Linked DNA regions of Zea mays: region 1 is linked to region 2. Evidence: chromatin contacts called from public Hi-C data. All regions are on one chromosome and are shown on one strand. The core of a region is the stretch at or near the end of the contact, and the rest is flanking DNA. Distances in the headings are between cores, read along the strand shown.

The links. Hi-C and Micro-C count contacts between places; a contact is called where the count stands out from the background.
Region 1: a Hi-C map of tassel shows a contact between it and region 2, with 2.7 times the contacts expected there. The contact joins the promoter of LOC100285996 here to the promoter of LOC100284207 in region 2. A contact is called at or near these places in 5 of 25 Hi-C or Micro-C datasets (bundle sheath, ear, leaf and 1 more).

The regions. Positions count from the first base shown.
Region 1 is chr10:17,794,792-17,799,049 of Zm-B73-REFERENCE-NAM-5.0, reverse strand. LOC100285996 reads right to left here and starts at 1,525. Exons shown (of 8, transcript NM_001158884.1): 1 at 1,144-1,525. The coding sequence starts at 1,334.
Region 2 is chr10:17,615,197-17,619,456 of Zm-B73-REFERENCE-NAM-5.0, reverse strand. LOC100284207 (glycine-rich RNA-binding protein 7) reads right to left here and starts at 1,514. Exons shown (of 5, transcript NM_001254914.2): 1 at 1,334-1,514. It overlaps LOC100382621, which reads left to right and starts at 1,697. Exons shown (of 3, transcript NM_001175346.1): 1 at 1,697-2,009. The coding sequence starts at 1,737.

The DNA of each region.
Region 1 (4,258 bases), core at 276-2,775, 180 kb before region 2:
ACGGGTCTAGAAAAAACCGAATTTATTTTGAATACCAAAACATGATTTTTAAATAAATAATATATTTCTGATTTCCTAAAATTCTATAATTTTGATAAATTTCCCCATAACTTTTATGATTATTTTTGAAATTCAAAAAATTGAAACAAAATGCTCGAAAAAAGTTCGGTTTTTGAAACCGGTCGATGGCGAGAACGAGATTTTTTTGGCGGTTTTGCCGAATCTCGCTCTCGAGATTTTTTTTACCCTCGTATGACTCTGCATGGGCGCCTCGAGAGTCGCTCGTAGTGGTACCGCTAGTTAAATTTTGTTTTAATAAAACATAAAAATATGTACATGTGTTTTGTTGATTAGATTTCGAAACTTCACTTCACTTGTGTGTAATTTTACTTTATTTTTGTACGAAGTAAAAAGGGGGTGTCTGACTGTGGAACCCAAGTAGAGATGGCCAAACGGGCCGCCCGGCCCGGCCCGGCCCGCCAGACACGGTTAGGAAACTGGGGCGGGCCTGCTGAGCCCGCGGGCTTGATTCTCTGTCCGAGCCCGGCCCGTAGTGGGCCTAAACGGGCCGGCCAGACCCGTTTAGCACGAAAAAAGCGGGCCAAAAGCGGGCCAAAAAGCATATTTTAGTGCAAAAAAAGCGGGTTTAACGTGCTTAGAGATAAACGGGTCGTGCCGTGCTAGCCCACCATGTCTAATTTCCTGTCCGAGCCCGGCTCGCTTATTCGTGCCGGGCCAGCCCGGGCTCGCATAGAACCGGGCCGTACCGGGCCCAAAAAGCGGGGCTCGCGGGCCTCGTGCTTATTGGCCATCTATAAACCCAAGTGGTGCTAGGGAGTAGCATTGCACAGACCACGGTGGCAGCACAGTGCCGTACGCCCGTACTATATACTTCCATAAATAGAGCCAAAGAGGGTAGGAGTGGGCGAGTGGCTAAGGTGCCGGTGCCGGTGCCTGTGCTGCCCTCCGAATAATTGCCGTGTATGGTACTGGCCCGTACGTACGTACGCCACGCCAGATTGACGCACACACCCCGGCCCGCTCCATTACCAGAAATGGAGTATAGGAGGATCATAGCCATAGGAGTACTGCCCTACCCCTACCATGCATTCTGCATGCACGTATAGATCGACGACGTCGTACCTGCCGTGCGCGGCGAAGTCGTGGAGCCTGCCCTTGTCGGAGAAGACGAGCAGCGCGACGTCGGCGTCGCAGAGCACGGCCAGCTCCCGCGCCTTCTTCGCCAGCCCGCGCCGCCGCTTCGAGAAGGTCACCTGCCGGCTCACGCTGTTCTCGATGCGACGCACCTCCACCTTGCCGCGCCCGCGCCCCATCTATATATCGTTTTGGTTTCGACTTTCGATCACGTCTTCACCACCGCGCGCCTCAGTCTCTGGGTGGGTGGTGTGGAATTTTTGGCTGGCAGGCAGGAACTGAGCCGGCCGAGGCCGGCGGCGGCGATGGACGGCCGGAACTTGAGAAGATGAAGCCTTAAGGAGCCGAGGGCCGAGCGCTGGGCTAGCCTGCCTGCCTAGCTTGCTTGCAATTTATATATAGTAGCAGCACGCAGCACGCACACGCAGGGCGGGCGGGCAGGGGACTGACTGACACTGGATCGGATCGAGTACACAGGTTGACTAGTAGTGTCTGCACGCTCCCTCGCTGCTCTGCTCTGCGTGGGCGGCGTCGCTGTCGACTGCCGGTTGGCCGCGGCGCCTGCCGCGGTGGGCGACCACGTACGGCCGGGGCGCGAGTGGCCGGGTGCCGTAGCGCGCACAGGCGGCTGCCGGGCCCCGCGGAGGAACAGCCAGATTCCCGTCCTCCCTGCTTTGTGGCTCGGGACTGGGGAGGGAGAGAGGGAGGGCTTCCCCCTTTTCCTCTCTGCCCTAGCTTAGGTGTGCCATGGATTAATTAGCATTAGTACAAACAAACTCTATAGATGCAGATAAAACCTACTTTTAGAACCTTCAGTACTAAGGGTATGTAGAAATCGGTCTTTTCATTGGCAGTTAGTTAAAAACCACCGGTGGAAATTGATTTCCACTTGTGGTTGAGCTAATGAAACTATCAGTAGAAATTAGATTTTAATTCACGGTCATAACAAAGAGCATGGCAAGCCCTGATATTTCATCGCTAGGCTCAAAGAAGCTTGTCTTCCCATCACGGGCGAATCAAAGCATGTTCGCTTGACTTTAATTCATACCAGCTTCTATGCTTCTACAGTACTTTGTCTTTATGAATTGCGGCTGCAGCAGTCTGAACAACTGACTTTAATCCAAGCTCCGAACCAAGCAACAATAAACAGAAGAAAGACGCCCAGAAAAGGGTACAATATGTTGGGGTTCAAGGATCCAATATCAAGTTAAAGTGGTCACATATTCCAATTACATTCTCTCAAGAAGACCTTCAACTCAAAGATTACCCACACAAAGATGCCATGGTGATTTCGTCTGTCATAAAAGGCTTCATAGTTCACAATGTCTTGGTCGACATAGGCAGTGCAACAGATATCACCTTCGCAAAATCCTCCAGGCCATTGTAAGAACCTGAAGATAAAATTCAAAAATCAGCTTACCCACTCTGTGGCTTTAGAGGCAAGCAAGTCATAGCACTTGGAAAACTGGCCATGGCTGTCACCTTCGGCTATATCAACAACACTAGAACAGAGGAAGTTGTGTTTGATATTGTCGATATGAAATTCCCATATAATGCAATCATTGGAAGAGGAACACTTAATGCTTTCGAAGCAGTCCTACACTCAGCATGTCTTTGTATGAAGATACCAAGCAACCAAGGCGTTACATCAGTTTATGGAAGCCAAGAAGCCGCAAGAAGGGATGAAGGAACCTGGCAAGAATCCAAGGCTATCCATAATATTGATGAAGCTAAAGCTGAAGCTCAAGCACTGTCACACCCGGTTTTAGAAGGCAAACCGAATGCGAACCATGTACGTGCCAGGATCAGTTATTCACGTACACAGCAGTTACATAACATGGACATCATCACACAGTGCTCAAAATAGTATTAAAAGGGAAATAATAGTCGATTACATCATATGTCTGAGACGTCCATATAGTCCTTACAATAAATCAAAGTGCGAAAACGAAACGTAGATAACCGCGGCCTTCACAGGCAGCCGACTGGGGGTTGCCGCTAACCCACGCCTAGAACTCGTCGTAGTCTTGGAACTCCTGGAAGTCTCCTTCCACAGCTTCATCTTCTCCTGAGCAGTGGTTGCAATGCTGACAACCTGGGTATGGGGGGTTTGGTGTGTAGAGCAAGGGTGAGTACACATCAACATACTCAGCAAGTATCCTGTTTGGCTGTAGTGGACTAGCTTTATGTGGGGATAAGTCAAGCAGTTGCTTTTAGTTGGTCAGATTATTATTTACTAATAGAAAGCCAGGTTTTAGCATTAACCCAAGTTATTAGCCCGATGTACCCTTTCCAAACGGAAAGAATACCACTTACCAGCACCATAGTCATAACCAGAACCATCGATCTCATAGCCACATGTACCATAATGTCTCTGATCAAGTACCACTAATCACTGGAGCTCCCTTGGCCGCTCATAACCGCGAGCACAGCTGATATATCAGTTTTCAAACACTCTGCAGAGGTTGTGCACTTTACCCACAAGCCGTGATTCCCTTTCTGCCCGGAGAGAGCTACTCCCCATTGACCACTACCTAGGTGGTCCAGCAGGGCATCACTACGTAGCCTTTACAAAGATTCCCCGGGGCTGTAGCCACCCGTTAGGTTTCCTAAATGCACCGCACTCCTCCCCAAGGGGCGAACCCAAACTTGGCAGAGCGAGCCGCATACACCGAGCCCCATTGACGGCACGACGGCTAAGTGATCTACACCCCGGATCCTCTAATTATTCAGCTAAGGGCATCCCATTCCACCCTCATGGTTGCACTGTTTTCCCGGGCGGTCATCCATAGAACAGGTCCTTACGGAGAGGCACTCGATAAACCGCTCGAGCCCCCTTGAAGACCACAAGTATAACATCATAATAAGAGAGGGGAAAACAGCGTATCATAGATAATCTCATCATGTTCATTGATTAGAGTTAAGCAATAGCATAAACCTAAGCAATAATAATCCAACCCAAATAGGTAAACAAGGACATGGATAACAAAACCTAGTCAATCCTTAAGTATAAATGTGTAGTGCGGGAGGTGAATTAAAGAATGTATAGGACAGAGATAGGTCAAGGGACACTTGCCTCCACCAACCGACTGCTGCTCAGGGG
Region 2 (4,260 bases), core at 265-2,764:
ATTTGTCATATTTATGGATGGCGGCCCTAAACCATGAGTCAATGACAGCTGAGTCACTGACATGTCATTTTGTGTGCCAGCCACCCCATAAAGATGGTAAAAAATAGGTTGTCCTAAGTTCACCACGAATAAATGTTCTAATCAGACATAACTAAATGAACGGCTACCTTACAATTGGTAGAAAAAGTTTACTGCAATAGTTATAGTTTGTAAGAGCATCTCCAACAACGTAATCTATAAAAATGCCCTATAATTTAAAAATGAGTATATTTTATAGAATTTAGGGCACCAACAAAACATTCCGCTCGAATAGTAAAGCATCAAATCTAGATTATAGTACAGCACACTACGGTATAATTTTTTAACCAAATTTTATTAAATGAGGCACGGAGTAGTTTTTACTACATAGAGCCTCATATTTTTCAATTTAAGGCACAAATTTGAGGCATCGTTGGAGATGCTCTAACAGGCATTGATACCAAAGGGGCAATAAACAGTTGCCCACCATCTTGTTATAACAGAGGATGAAGGAAACATGCACCACTGCCTTGCTTGAAGCATAAAAAATGTGCTCAATATTTAAAAAAAACATAACTGTAGCGAGGATTCAAATTTCAAGTATAAACAGAGGCACTACTGTATGATGATAGTAATGGAGATGGTCATTAATTTTGACATGGTAACAAAATAAAAAAAAGTTTTCATAACACTGATCTGAGAATTTATTATTCATGGGGACATGGATATTGAGTGCTGTGGCATCAAGAAATAGACTAAGAAACAGCAGAAGCTTGGGTGTTAAACAGTAGTTGACTACAGCTACCTAATATACACCATTTAAACATTCTAATCGAAGGAAAACAAAACGAAAACATTCCATGTGCACCATAAAGACCCATACAACATGTGGACCAAATGGCTACAAACGTAAAAGGATGCTAGAAAAACACGCCGCGAGTAAAGTAGAGCAGCGTACTAATAGGAAGTTAATCACACATCGTAGAAGTTCGGAACCACGAAACCGAGCGATGAAGACGAAAAAAATGCGGGGATCCAGGTAAACCCTAACCACCGAGCCGTGCACGAGCGCGAACCACCATAAACGACCTACGTCCAAACTAACAATACACGAAATCATAAACACTAAAACACACTACTTCTACTCCCCAATCGCCCCCAACGAGTTAACGACGCAAGGAAACGAAAAGGACACGGATCGCCAACGCTAGCGGCATGGGGCGCATCATCCCGACGGGTAGCATCAACACGATGGAAAAACAGGCTGAAACAATAAATCGAAAATATATATAGCTACTAGGGTTTAAGCGCGCACCTGAGAGACGGAGGGGAACGAGGAAAGGGGTTTAGGGGCCGCGGTACGAAAGGCGGCGGCGGTGGCGGACGCTGGTGATGAGGGGAGGCGGTGGGCAAGGATGGTGATATAGGGCTCCTGGGAGCCACGCGGCCGTCCGATGGGCTCAAGCAATCAGCTGTCCATTCGATCCTTGCTATTCAACTGCTGCGGCGTGGGGGACGGATATTTTTTAGGCGGGGGTTACGCGTAACGTCGATGGCATGTGGGGTCTACATACGAGTTGATCGCAGTGTCAGTGTCAGTGGCTGGGCGGTGAGGCCGTGTCTCCCGGTCTGCAGTATCGGGCAAGCCTACGGGCCCAAACGGAAAAAGAGGACCTGAGCCGACTCCGCCGAGGTCGGTGGCGGCGGCGGCGGTGAGCATGGCCGCGCAGAGGGAGAAGTCCGCGGCCGTCGCGGTCGGCCCAGCACACGGCGCTGCGGTATCGGGGTCTCCTTCTCCTTCGTCCTCATCCGGAGGCCCGGCGGCGGCGTCCTCGTCGGGAGAGCGGTGGAGCGCCGCGATCGGGAACCTGGGGGAGCTCGGCGCCAACGTGGACGCGCTGCAGAAGATGCTCGGGCGGAAGGCTGTCTTCGTCGACGATGACATCTTCTCCAAGGCCTCCCTCGCCGCCGACCAGGCCCGCACCATTAAGGTATATACATACGTACTGTCCAGTCGTTGCTGCATCAGGCTATCAGCCCCTGTGGTTGTCCTCCCCTCTCTATGCTCGGCATCCGGGTTCAGCCGATGCCCCTCCCTGAAGGGCCGAGCGCGTAGATTCGGTCGCCTTCACTTTAATTGTGGAATTCACTGCTCATAGAGCAAGAGGGGATCTTGAGCTGGGTGTGATTTTGAGTGCTTCAATGTGATTCAGTTTTGTGCGACCTTGTGCCTCTTTGGCATAGGCTTGTCGAGCTAGGTAACTCTTCCTCATACAGTGACATGAAACTGGCTGGCCTTTTGTGGAACAGAAATTTTGATTTGTACAAAATCGGAATTCAGAAGTTGGTAAACTGGAATGCAAAAGATGGTACTTTGTGTTCCACTTTCGCAAATCGGATTCTTTGTTTATTGTGGTTCCACGAGACTGTGTTAGACTTTATACATCCAAAGGCGAGGACGAGGTTGCTGTTTTACTGCAATGAGCCAGCATCAGTATGATACGAGTGTAGTGTTATAAAGATAAATGTGAGCGGCTTGGACCTAAGCTATTGATCCAGTGACTTGAGGAATTAACACAAAAAAAAGACGGGGAACTTATGTGATGTGCCCATGTAGTGTTTACGAATTTATGTTCACTCAAAACTAGTTCCTTTGGACTTCCCGTATTTTCTCAATTTGGAGATATGGAAGACAGAATAACATAATCCTCACAAACAAAAGTTCATGTTATGCTGCTACGAGTTATTATTATGTGGTAACTTTGTACTTTTAGGTATGTTTGTCTTATGTTTTTTTTACAATAAGCTAAGAGTAGGAATAAGGAGTAAGAAAAAGTCTTGGACTTTGCGGTAGGTTTTAACCTGTTCGTAGCCAATAGTTTCTTTAGAAAGAGAGAATCTTATTTAGTGACCTATAGTAGTGGTCAACGTTCTAGTTAGATTGACTTTGTCTTCACAAGAAAAAAGGATAAACAAGTATGATTGGATTGTAAAGTGATACTTGAGGAGTGCGTTGATGCATGCCCGTAGGGATAAAAAAAACAAGATTACGTCCTGCTCGCCACCTCCGGTTGGGCCGTTGCAGAGTGCGCGGTGACGACCCGCTAGTGATGGAGGGCTAGGGTTCGTGGATTTTTTTGGACGGGATCATGTTTCTGTCTCTTCTTAATATAATATCGGGGGCGGTCTTTCCCTCCCTGGCTGAGTTTTTTTATTGTGGAATTAAGTTGATGAGCTACACTATAAAGGTATGTGAGAGAGTTATTGAGCATTGTCTCAGATGAATAACGAGGATCTATATAAACCAATTTGGCAAGTGATGGAGGAAGAACCTACACAGTGTTCAGCGACTTGGAGAATGGTTATGATAAATTAACAAGAAATGTTATGTGGTGGGGTTTTAGACAAACGTAACGTTCCAACAAAATATCTTGGACTCAACAAGGATATGAACAACAATGTTGTGACTAGTGTGCAAACAAGTGATGAGGATACGAATGATTTCTCGCATATAATAGGACTATATCAAGAGTAATTTTTAAGCCCTTACCTTTTTGCCTTGGTGATGGATGAGGTCACAAGGAACATACAATGGGATATACCTTGGTGTATGCTTTTTGCGGACTATGTAGCGCTAGTTGAGGAAAGTTGGGCGGAAGTAAATAGGAAACTAGAGTTGAGGTAGGAGACTGAAGTTTAAAGGTTAGACACAATAGAACTAAAATCGTATACATGAGATGTGGCTTCGGCATTACTACACCTGAGGAAGATGTTAGTTTGGAAGGTCAAGTAGTGAGCACGAGTGATGGGATATTGATGAAGATGTTAGCCATAGAATCAAAATAGGGTGGAGGAAGTGGCACCAAACATCTAGCCAGAATGTGATAAGACGATACCACATAAGCTAAAAGGTAAGTTTGGTAGGACGACGATTAGACCTGCCATGTTGTATGGTGCAAAATATTGTCCTACTAAAAGATGTCATGTTGAGTAGATAAGTGCTGCAAAAATTTGTATATTGTGTTGGATTTGTGGTCATACAAGAAGGGATTGAGTCTGGAACCATGATAAATGATGTGAATTTGTCGACATCTCAAAATGAAACACGTCAGAACAATATGGTTATTGATTTACATCATTCTTCGACAAATGGGAGAAGGAAGGTTAAGAAAGTGTCTGTAATCAATTCAATGAGATTGCAAAGTCATTAGTAAATCCAGATGCAAAATGATACGAGATGAA